Linked DNA regions of Mus musculus: region 2 is linked to region 1. Evidence: chromatin contacts called from public Hi-C data. All regions are on one chromosome and are shown on one strand. The core of a region is the stretch at or near the end of the contact, and the rest is flanking DNA. Distances in the headings are between cores, read along the strand shown. Region 1 overlaps Gm13985 (predicted gene 13985). Region 2 overlaps 4930412B13Rik (RIKEN cDNA 4930412B13 gene).

The links. A called contact is a pair of places that touch in the nucleus more often than the background predicts.
Region 2: a Hi-C map of epidermal suprabasal cells shows a contact between it and region 1, with 2.4 times the contacts expected there. The contact joins two enhancer-like sites. A contact is called at or near these places in 1 of 39 promoter capture datasets (the 3T3-L1 cell line), 2 of 15 datasets of contacts at CTCF or cohesin (the NIH/3T3 cell line and large pre-B cells), 5 of 484 Hi-C or Micro-C datasets (the C10 cell line, embryonic fibroblasts, epidermal suprabasal cells and 2 more) and 1 of 115 datasets of contacts at active chromatin or transcription factors (vascular smooth muscle cells).

Annotation. Positions count from the first base shown.
Region 1 is chr2:117,800,423-117,806,441 of GRCm38.p6, reverse strand. It overlaps Gm13985 (predicted gene 13985), which reads left to right. Exons shown (of 3, transcript NR_126427.1): 3 at 1-1,793. Among named protein-coding and RNA genes, the nearest start is that of Gm13985, 9.4 kb to the left of the region's middle. Within about 2 kb of position 3,546, at least 51 of the 459 cell types and tissues checked have an H3K27ac peak or open chromatin away from gene starts, as enhancers often do.
Region 2 is chr2:117,899,883-117,905,901 of GRCm38.p6, reverse strand. It overlaps 4930412B13Rik (RIKEN cDNA 4930412B13 gene), which reads right to left. Exons shown (of 6, transcript NR_040631.1): 4 at 3,045-3,153; 5 at 2,661-2,724. All of the region lies in intron 8 of Gm13986 (predicted gene 13986), which reads left to right. Among named protein-coding and RNA genes, the nearest start is that of 4930412B13Rik, 81 kb to the right of the region's middle. Within about 2 kb of position 2,826, at least 39 of the 459 cell types and tissues checked have an H3K27ac peak or open chromatin away from gene starts, as enhancers often do.

The DNA.
Region 1 (6,019 bases), core at 2,297-4,796:
CCTCATTGCTGGTCTCTGCTTCATCCCTGTCTCCAGCTTCCTGATTTGAGTTCCTGCCTTAGCTTCCTGAGATAATGGACTACACCTTGTAGACCAAATCATCCTTTTCCGCCGTAAACTGGTCAGTGTCTCTTTAAGATATTAGGTGTACTTGCTAGAGTGCTTTGGTTGGTAAGAGTGAGCTAAATCCTATTCAAAATGACCGTATAAGCAGAACAGAAAATCTTTGGGTTTGTATGTAGAAGTACTACAGTCATTGCTAAACTAATGTCTTTCTGCTTCTTATCCTTGTCTTTTGCATGATAGCAGGCCTGTTTGCTGTTGCTAAGTTTAAAAATGGGGACAACTACAGGCTGATTCCTTAGTCCAATATGCCTACAGCAGTATTTGGAGGATATAAAGCTGTACTTATCAATTACTGAAAAAGAAGGGCTCATCTTATTTAGCCTAGTCAGGTCCAGATAGAAGGGCACAGGAAGATGCGACCTTTGTTCATATTAAAGGGCCAGCTGTCTAAGATCACTTCCTAATGTTTTTTGTAGGATGGGGATTTATATATAAAACTCCCTGAGTTGTTTTACAAAAGTATACTTTGTGATGCAACAACTGAAATATAGAAAATTGAAAGTATATTGGATCTTAATACACTAACCATATTACTGATCTGTTCAATGGGGGGTACGCTAACAGGCCAGCCCTACCACTACATTATATATAGAAAAACGTCATCATGGGGGAAAAACTGAAAGTGACAGATAAGATAGAAACTTCATGAAAATGGTGGGGCAGTTTTCAATTCAGTGAATGATTACAAAAATCTGTAAATGGTACAGTGAAGTAGTCCCTTTACTTTGATGAGGGTGAAAGTTTACTTATGGAAGCTGTTGTTGATAAATTATCATAAAGTAGTGGAATAAAATGATTTGAAGTTTGATCCAAAGTTGTGACAATGACTGTGGACTGATGTAGCCTGTCACCCACTGAGAACTGGCAGTTCTCCTGGGCACCATTTCCTGGGCTCAGCTGTGGTTTCTCATAGACAAAATGGCACCCAGCAAACCTGAAATTGCATTGTATTCCAAATATTCTTCAGTATTATGAGTTGTGAAAATAAGAATTTATACAGAGCCGGGTGGTGGTGGCGCACGCCTTTAATCCCAGCACTTGGGAGGCAGAGGCAGGCGGATTTCTGAGTTCGAGGCCAGCCTGGTCTACAGAGTGAGTTCCAGGACAGCCAGGACTATACAGAGAAACCCTGTCTCAAAAAAAAAAAAAAAGAATTTATACAGAACCAAGGAAGGGGAGATACATGGTTATAGAGTTTTTGTCTGTTCTTACTTAGGCACGAATCTCTATTTGCTAACATCATGCCTTGCTATAGTTTTGAACTTAATAATTGCAGAATTGAAGCTTATATCTCAGGACAGGAATTTCCACTTATGTTCCAACATTCCTCCTCTCCTGTGCAAAACCACAGCACTGAGGTCATCTAATCCCTTGCTTTTATGCTTTCCTCCATAGTCCAATACTGTCTCTTCTCTCTGGTCTTTTGACCACAGTATAAAGGGAGATATTTGTTTTGGCTCCTTCACTCCCTTTATTTGTTTTTACTGGTGATAGGTCATGCTGGTAAGAAGTGGAATGCAGAAAACAGAAGCAAAGGATCTCTAGGCTTTGATATAATAAAGGGTTTGATCTCATCCATTTTCACTAGGTTTTAAAATACCTTTTTTTTTTTTGCAACTGTTATACAGTTCTATAATTAGTTTAAAAATTAAAAATGTTTAAATTGCCCTTGGATTTTAAATTTTTTCTTTTTCTTTCTTTCTTTCTTTCTGTTTTCCTTCCTTCCCTTTTTGTCTTTTGTTTTTGTTTGTTCGCTTGTTTGCATATTTTTGTTTCAAGGCTTGGGTTCTGGTTTTCATCTTCATACTAAGCCACTATAGTAACCCAGTATGGCCTGTCTGTTTGTGGCTTTAGTGTCCTCACCTATAGGGTGTGGGATTAGGCTGACGGGTCTCCACTCTTTCTTCAGGCTGAAAGAACTTATTACAAAACATTTTAGGTCAAAGATCTTAGCTTTGAAATATCAGGCTGGTTGTTACTTATTTAAATTATACTCCTTAAACAGCCATTGCCAGGGCATTATGCCATTGAGAAATAAACTATGCATATCCTGCCTCAGTCTTAGAAGTGTAGGGCTAACATATACATTCTATTTGCACATAGATTTAGCAAATTTGGGATTCTCTCCTTCTATATAGTAAGATAAATATAGATATATCCATACAGACTTAACTTCAATTAATTTTCATAGCTCTAGAAGCCTTGAGTAAAATGACAACAGCCATTACATATCATGGAACCCCAATGATATTGCATGTGACTGTGGTGAGCTTGAAATAAGAAAGATTTGTTCTTCCAAACTTGTGCTGCTGATAAGCTTATTAAGAATATTTTATTCAACTAAATTAAAATAAAAAGTAATAGTAAAATACATCAAACACAGATATTCATCAGATAGTCTTACTAGGCAAGCAATCTGTAGTCACCATATTGGAAGACCACTTGGCATATTTATTGGCTAGATGTGCAGATGCCTGCAGAATCAGCCATTTGGTTTCCAGTATAGACTTAGCAGAAGTGAGTAACTGCAAAAAGGTCAAGTTGGAAAGTAACCAAAGAGTTGAACAGTAAAGAAACATTATCTGTTCATACAGTTAATGGCAGTGTAATTAACAGGACAAGAAGAATGAAGATCCCCAACCCTTAGCATACAACACCATGAAAGAAATTCATAAACATTATTCTGAGTAAAATTTAAAAAACGACACTTACATATAAGGTGAAACATGTTTATATTATTAAAACCCAGAATAGAGTTTATCCATAGACAGTATGAGAGGAGATCCTGGGATAGTGTCTAATTTCTTCAGCTGTATCTTAGTTGGATTGATATGTCACATTTGTAGACATGTGTCTGGCATCACATGCCATCTATGATTAAGCTATTTTATCTGTGTCCATTATATTTCAACAATCATTTTGTAGTTTTTTTTCCCCATGTGCTAGTTCATTCAACTTACACAATAACTCCAGGCAATAAGAAGGGCGGGATAACTTTCTCCCAGTTACCAAGAAGTGAACCTGACTCAAAGTTTTGTCCAAAGCCTTTGGGCTGATTAGTCATAGATCAAGATCAGGTAAAAGAAGGCAGTGCTTTATAGGCAGATCGCTCTGATGCCTAAAAGGTATTTAATAAATACTGTCTAGTGCTAAGTTGTAGAGTTCCTAGTAACAAAAAGGTAGTCATCTTACCGTGAAATTTTCTGGGGCAGTGGTGCATGTGTATGTGTGTGTGTGAGTGTATAGTGTGTGTGTGTGTGTGTGTGTGTGTGTGTGTGTGTGTGTGTGTGTGTGTGTGAGATCTCTGGCTGGATCACATGCATTCTCTCCTCAGAAGGAAACAGAGATATGCTCTGATTCAAATGCCCTTGGTGCTGCCAAAATACCTGTGGAAAATTGTGCAACTATGTCCCTCTAGGGCTTAGAAGTGAATGAGTCACACCCTCAGTTCTCAGACATAGTGCCCAGGAAAACAGGAAAGCTCACGTCGGCAGAAATCCATTATGTGACCTTGGATTAATCATTGAGCTTCTTTAGGGGCAATTGTCTGAAAGACCAATAGTATGAGATTCCCTCACTTAGAACCATATGTGTGTTCCTCCTGTAGTATACCTTTGTGAGGTTCCCTAAGGTTTTTTCCCTTCCACACATGCAACCATATTTCATCATTTTTAGAGGCATTGGACTGTATTCAAACTTGCCAGTTCCCTTCTGGTCACTTAAGATCAGATTTTACTTGTTTACATTTGAAATTCAGCATGGCCAGTTCCCTGCCTATCTTTAGCTAAGAAAGAAGACAATCAACTGAGTTATATAAGTAACCAGAAGTCATATGCAATTTCTTAATCATGCTTCCTCACAAAATATTCTATAGATGAGCTAGGATGTGGTACAGTGGTTGCTAAGCATGGCACAGGGCCATGAGTTCTATCCCCAAAAGTGCAAAAAAAAAAAAGTGTAATAAAACTTTTCTTGTCAACATAAAATTCCAGTTATTTATGATGTGGAAAACAAAAGAGATAAGAAGTCCCAGAAATGAAATCTGTAATTACTTGGATAATAACTCTGAACCTTCTTTGGAAAAAAATATGTAGAATGTAAAATGTTTTGATTTAGGGCTCAACTGTAATGTCAAGGTCATCCAATCATCCAATGAGCTCAGAAGGAATCTGAGAAAAATAAAGAGATAAATAGAAGCAGATGTTTGGAAACACTTGAATATTGCTAGGGAAATTGTATGGTTAGAAATCAAAATGTCTGTGTTGTATCCTCCACCCTAATAAGGCTATGATATCAGGCATTTAAGTGGCTGTTCAGCAACTTTTCAGAAAAGAGCCATGGTTCCATGTCCTCTATCACTAAATGCCTCCATGAGGTGTATTTTGAAATGAAGTCTTTGTTAGGATACCCCGAAGGAGCTATCCTGTCATGATTTCTATTACTCAAGACCTGCATTTAAAATTAGCAAAAGAGCATTTTGTTGGCAAGGAGATAACATTAGAAAGATTTTGTTTTTCAATTGGTCAGCACTTTCATCCTCAGAAGCAAACTTCTCTTGCTTTTAGTTGGTACAATGGCAAGAAGTAGAAACTCCCAGTTTATATTTAGTTGTCAAAGCATGACGTGCTGTTAACATAGTTCTGTGGAAGATATCGAGCCCTAAGGATCAAACCACAGATTAACAAAAGCCCAGTGAGGAGGTAGGATCTTCTGAAGTCCTCGGAGGGAAGGCTGGCCACGCGTCATGTGAAGGTGGCAAAGGAGAGGTCATTGCAATATGGGATTCAGGAGTCTCGAGAAGGGAGGTAATTAGTGAGAAAGGTTCAAAAATGGGGTAGTAATACTTAGTTGACATTTTGCTCTGCAAAGTTCCTGTTTGTTTTGTTGAGTCATCATCAAAAGCTCCAATCTTCCTAGTCGAAGAGGCAGAGAAACCATGATCATTTCCATCTGCTTACGAAGTCTGCACTGATCTAGCTTTGGAATTCTTGCCTTCTGCTTATCAAGGACCCAGATAAACTAACCCTTCCCCCAAATTGCACTTCCTTCCTCTGTGAAGCCCAGCCCACTTTAAGGAATTGCTTTGAAACTTTCAGGAAATGGTTACTGTGAACTGTTTATTTCAGAGCCTAAAGTATATTAAATATATTAAGCATTTTTAAGTGTTGTTGCTGGCCATGAAAATAACTTTGAATGTATTTACAATGAGGGGTTCCCTTCCCTTAGGTTTTAAGACAGAGTTTCACTATGTTCAGGTTGCCCTACAGCTAACACTAGGGTTTCTGTACCTGCATTTCACGTAAGTGCCACCGTACTGCCTAGGCATCCCCATTATAAGCTGAGCACAACCAGATGGGCCTGCCAATAGTTTCTGATCATAGAGAAGGAATCTCCAAGGTGAAGGAAAGCTACAAGGCAGCCTACACCTATCTTAACAGATCTTCCTTTTAGGGAAAAAGCTTACAAGAAAAGTCAGTCACTGGCACATTAGTACTATACTCGTTTTGATGTTTTAAAAACCAGAATTGACCCCACAACAAACAAGCAAACAAGTGAAACAAATGAAAACAAATGAAACAGATGAAACAAAAAAATAAGGATCCAATAGTACAGACATTGTGGTAGCTTTCTCTCTATTCTGCTTTCCTTTCTGTTGCTGTGATGAAACACTCTGACCAAAAGCAATGTAGAAAGGACTGGTTTCACCTTACACTGTCAGATCCATCCATGAGGGAAGTCAGGGTAGAAATTCAAACAAGAGCTTGAAGTAGAAACCATAGACAAGCATGACTTCCTGGCTTGCTCTCTGGCTCACTTTCAGGTCACACTTAGCCAACCTTTTCATATATAGCCCAGGACCACCTGACGGAGTTGGTTGTTTGCTGTTTTACCA
Region 2 (6,019 bases), core at 1,577-4,076, 100 kb before region 1:
ATCAGAAATCCCTAGCCATTGAGGGTGGCAATTAGAAATAGAGGAAAAGGTTGGCTCCCTGAGTCTGTTTCCCAGGAGACAACATGGAGGATGCTCTAATACTCCTGCTGTGTCTTAAGCCTGTCTAATAAATTTGCATCTATAATGGTAACTGTGACAGATGCCAGCCTAAGCTTGGAGGTTGGCCACCCTCACCCTCTCACTTCAAAGTTGCTCAAGATCTTTCGTTCTCAGGATCTAAGAGGAAGTTGCAAGTCATTACACCCAGAGAAGCACCTGTGAAAGGCACACCTTGCTTTGACACGCTAATCAGACACTTCATTTCCATTCATTCAATGTGCAGCCAGCTGCCTTAAAGAACAGTCTTTTCTGTAGTTGAGGCTCTGGGAACTGTTTTAAAAACTGTTTATTGAAATGAGATGACTTTAGTTTCTTAACTAAAATCTTTCACTGGATTCTCTTAGTGATTAGATCTAAAATCCAATCTTGTTCTCCATCCCTTTGTTTTGTTTTTAACTCCAGGTGGTTCCTGATCTCCTCTGGCCAGGACAGCTTCCTTTCTGCATAACCTATGTCCTCCCAACCAGAGCCTCTGCCCTTAATGCTACTCTCTACCTGGCTAAAATCCTGTGCCTTAGATCTCCCTCTCCTGGGAGTCTCATTTCTCAGTTCAACAGGCCTTCCCTGAGCACATGATCTGAGGCCATAGCCTCTCTCCATCCTGTGGCTCAGTTTAGTGTTCTGTGAAGAACTTGTAGGAAGGTCAGTTCCCTGGCTCCTTTGCTATCTATGATTATTTCCTTCTCATGAGAGTAGCATTATCGAGCTATCTTCATCACCCATGGAGACTCATGCCAGAAGAATATCTGAGCACAGTCGATTCTTATCCAGTGGGACCCACATATTTACACCTTTTCTGATATTTTAATAGCTGTAGTTGTACCTATGAAGCATGCATACTTCTTATACTTTGAATTTGAAAAGTCCCCCACTGGCTCAAGGTTTGAACGCTTGCTTCCAGTGGGCGATGGCATTTTCTGCTCACTTTGGTTTATTTTAAAGAGAGACTACATGTGGGATGTGGAATATAGGGATATAGATGTTTGGAGGCTAGATAACCATGGAAACACTTCTGGTTAATTGCCTTTACTTTATTCAGTGGTGTAAATAGTCATCTAACAAACAATCCTTACTCCCACCTTTTCTAGGAGAAGGCTTTAACCAAACACAACCTTTCTGACTTTGCGTTTTCCTATGGTTGAGTTCTTCATCTACATTTTAGGATTAAGTGGTACAAAATGGCTGAGACACCTCTGATATCAAGGCTTTAAAAAATTAAATGTATTAATGCAAATACCTCAGTTTTCACATGGGAGTCTAAGTGATGAATCTGTTGCATTCTTTCTAGTTCTAGGTGGCCATTTTCTCCCCTTCTTTATCTGTAGTGCCTAGTGTTAGTAGGTGCTCAATGCACTAGTGAATCAGTGGATAGATAGAAACCATTATCATTTCTTCCTTTCCTCTGCCAACTCAGCATGTGCTTATTGTAAGCGTTGCTCACTTGGATTTATTTTTCCCTTTGGTAAACTATTGTGCATTGAATAGAACATGTTTACAGAGGTACTTTTCTCTTAATTTTGGTTTGAATGTTGTTATTATGAATGTATGTATATATGTACATATGTTTGTATATATGTTTTGTCAAGGCATCAGGTCTGGATGTGGATTTTAGTATCTAAGCACTCTGAGAATTGGAGGACAATGGCCAAATAAACAATGCTCAGGAAGAAGGGTGCGTTGGCTGTAAATGTTCTTCTCTGGTGTTGGCTCCGGATTAATTGCAACTTTTTACTTAATCAGAACCCCTGAGCATCCATTGTCATGGCCACTGAGGAAACTCTGGAGTCAAGACCTTTCTGAATCATGTCTTAGTATGTTGGGCAATGCCTTTATTTTGGGATTTGGGTTATTTGTGGATTGCCCTTTTATGGTATAAATGAGCTGGACTGTTTATTTCCATTTTGCAATAAAAAAGGTACTGCCGACTTAGCCAGAAGGCACATACTTTTACTCTGAATTGCTTTCTGGCTATTTTTCCAGTGACATTTGATGTTAAGCTGTGAAACACATTATCCCCACTCACTCCTCTCATCCATCTCTCCCCTCAAACATTTCCTTTTAGGTGGATCAAAACCAATGCTTCAAAAAATGAAGCCAATAGTATTTGATGACTTCTTTACTGTGTGAAACTACCAGAGAGGTTGGAATATATGCCTGTTGGGTCCCAAGCTGCTGCCGTCAAAGAATCTCTGCTGGCCAGCCAGGTGTTCCAGAATATTTTGCCTTCGGGCTGGCCTGCTGGGGACTGGCATTGACATATGTCTGGGCTTCAGTATTTTCTGTGTAGCTTCAAATGCTCTCTTTGGGCACATTTACTAGGTCACATAAGGATTATTGGGTATGGCACAGCAGCCTTCAAGGCCATAACGTTATGTATGCCTGAGACATGTTCTCCAGATAGAGAATATTTATAGGTCTTCAGAACTTCTAGGTTGTTTTTACTTTTTTTCATTTTCCCACCTGAATGTAGTCTCTGATCTCCATTTATTTTATTGCATTTTCCCCAGCTTCTTTGTTTCTTTAGCCATTCAAGACCTTACCTTCAAACCTATGCCTTGCTAACAGTAACAGATCCGGCTCCCCTCTCACATGCATAACTTCGCCCTGCCAAATAAAAGTTTAAAACTTTCAACCGAGGACTGTTTCTTTCCAGCTGAAAGTTCCTGTCTGTAGTCTGCCTGCCCTTTGTTTCATTTCTACTCTGCCTCGTTAAGCTCATGGTACCTCATAGCTGACTGACTCATAGTCTTGGTATGTAGTAGAAGATTCCTGTCTTTTCTTTTCATTTTGGTGACATTTCTTAGAAATGACCTGACCCTTGTGACACAGCTGATAATAAAGATGTTTTCAGACTTTTTAATAAGACCAAGTGGTAGCAGTTTAATAAAAGTTGAGTAAAATAATAATTTCAAAAGCGTACTTACAGAAATAAGATGACAATGGGTTTCCAATTGGCGGCAATAACTTGGGTATTAATACATTGATTCCTCAAAAGAGAATTGATTTTTTTCTCCTCATCTTGTCAAAAATGTCCTGTAGATTGAAGAGAAAAGATGCTTTGTGAAAGTCACTATGACATGTCAATCTATTACTACTGAAGGCTGCCTCAAATCTGTCAAATATTTTAGTGGTATGTGTTGTGGTTTATAAAAAGAAAGAGACCAGAGATATGTTTGGCGGAGGTGTGGTAAGGTGTAGGGCAAGGGGATGCCTCTGTGGGCCCATGCTGAGGCATCCCTTCCCCCTCTGAGGTACCAGCCACAGGATAGTGTAGTCTAGAATAGAGTTTATTCCGGGAATAGGGAGGGGAGTTAGAAAAAAGGCAGAGAGAGACAAGAGGAGTAGAGGCCAGCCATGGAGAGAAGGGGAAAGGGAATGGGGAGGAAGAGGGTAAGAGAGCAAGAGAGCAAGAGAGCAAGGAGGGGTCCAGCAGCTCCTTTTATAGTGAGTCAGGCACACCTGGCTGTTGCCAGGTAACAGCGGGGCGGAGCCTAGACTAAATGCCAACGGTATGGAAAAAGAATACACATAGGGTAGTCCCATTTAATTAATTAACAACAAAACAAAACAAACAGGTTCTAATCTTGTGGAAAACCCAACCAGAGAAAACAGAATCCATCTAGAACCAGACTATACATTGGTAAATTAAAGACTCTGATAAGTTTTATACAAAGGAACTGTCTGATTTGGTATTGCTCACATTTATTGATCTGTGCGATTCTATTATCATAAAATATAAAACAACTCATAGAAAGTGTCCACAGAAGATAATGGTTTTGATTTTCCAAAAAGCATAGGCATCCTTGAAATAATATATTTGAAACACGTTGGTGAAAACGTTCTGCTTTAAGAGGTAAATCTCTGCCAGAAAAAGGACAAGAGCAAGGAGAAGCAGACATGGAAATCCACATCACTGGGAGCAGAAGAACAGTCGCGCTGATTCTCCACGAAGTCCATGCTTCTACAGCCCCGCTGCATATCGGATCGTATCATTTATTTTGTCAGTCTTTGAAGACAGCTGATGGAATTTTTATTTGCAAGACTATATGACAAAAATTATCTTCCGAGTCATTAATTGAATATTTTCCCAATGTATCCCTGGTGAATATTCATAATCATATTGCTTTAATGGGTTCAAGTCATTGGCCGTTGTTCCTACTTAAGCTTCATCAATTAGATTTCCTACAAATTACACACATGCACATGCATACCATACTTCCAAGGGTGCCTGTTTCTCATTCTGAGGTGGTGTGTAATGAACGATCACTGTGAACCTGGGCAACAGCTGTCCTGCAGATGTTCCAGAGTTAAATGAGTTATACATAAAAAGTTTACTGGAGTCAGAATTTCTCACCACAATCCCAAGCATTTTAACTCATTATTTCCCTTTGATTTTCAAACCAAGTAAGTAAGGGACAATATGCTGTTTTAAAGCCCAATGGGCACTCTCATTCAGTCCCTCCCTCCTAGTCTGTGTCTCTCCCTCTCTCTCTCCCTTTCTCTCTCCCTTTCTCTCTCCCTTTCTCTCTCCCTTTCTCTCTCCCTTTCTCTCTCCCTTTCTCTCTCTCTCTCTCTCTCTCTCTCTCTCTCTCTCTCTCTCTCTCTCTCACACACACACACACACACACACACACACACACACACACACACACACACCCCTAATGGTAGAAAACCATTGTAGAAGTACCGGGATTAACCAGTGATTAACTTTGAAGCTTACCAGGGACACTGGGGAAGTTTAGCAGTACATGGATCGTGTTTGGAAGACTTACATCAAAGAACCAGTAAGTGTCAGAGCCTGGCATCTCCCCAGCTTGCTTGTTCAAAGGGCAGTGTCCGAAGCTATTTCCATTCCATATCCATGTTGCATTTTGTGTCACTCTTTTCTTCCAGAAAGTCCTTGAAACTGAAAGGCATGTGCCCAATGTGAACAAAGATGCAAACTGACCTCAGGTTTCCAACAGGGAGTTGTCAAGTAGCCTGGGGTATATATGTTTTATTTAGAGATTTTACTAAGCTCTGGAAAGCTTTAAATCTTTGGTGGTGAAGGGTTTCATGTGCTTTACCCTTTGTGAGGACATTGTCTAATATCAAATTACTTATAGTTATTTTCTGCCAGCATCAAGGAACAATTGTCTATACTACATATATTATTGTTGCAGTGAGGGAATTGCCACAAAAGACTCCACAGTGGAGATGGTGTAAAATGTAGATAATTGTAACGGCATCTAATTTCTCACTTTATTTTCTAGATGATTAGTACCGGACAGCTGGACAACAGCTAGAATAACTTTCAAGAAGGGAGCATATCACAAGGTTCTGCCTCATGCAGATCAGATCAGCCATGGGGTGCCCACTTCTGGCTGTGACTTGTCTTGGCAGTCAGTCTACTGCCCTCGTATTTTGTGATGCCACAGCCTGCTCTGCTTAGACTTCACTTTCCATAACAGGCATATCTGAGTTTAGGCATTTTTTTCTCCTCTGAAGAAAATACAAAACCATTTGCATGATCTCCCATGTCCCCATTCATCAATAAGCCAGTTTTTTGGCTTCAACAAATAGTGTAGTCAGAGTGTGGGAGGGAGTGGTCTTTTTCTGCAGAAAATATAGGGGGATCCAAACTGTAGCACTTGGTGAATGGCTTTTCTTGCCACCTGTATTTTACATAAAATCATGCCACACTACACTCTTGAACTCATTTAATCACCCACTAACCCTAATGAGACATGATTTCTTAAAAATAAATTGAATCTAAACAAAGGAATGATATATGTTTTCTCTTATCTTCGTATCACTGGATCTAAGGTGCTTAAATCTTCTTTTTAGTTGTCCATCAAAGACTTCCCAAGGCTTTCACTTTGAATTTCCAAAAAACCAAATAGTTTTCTTATATGTTTCT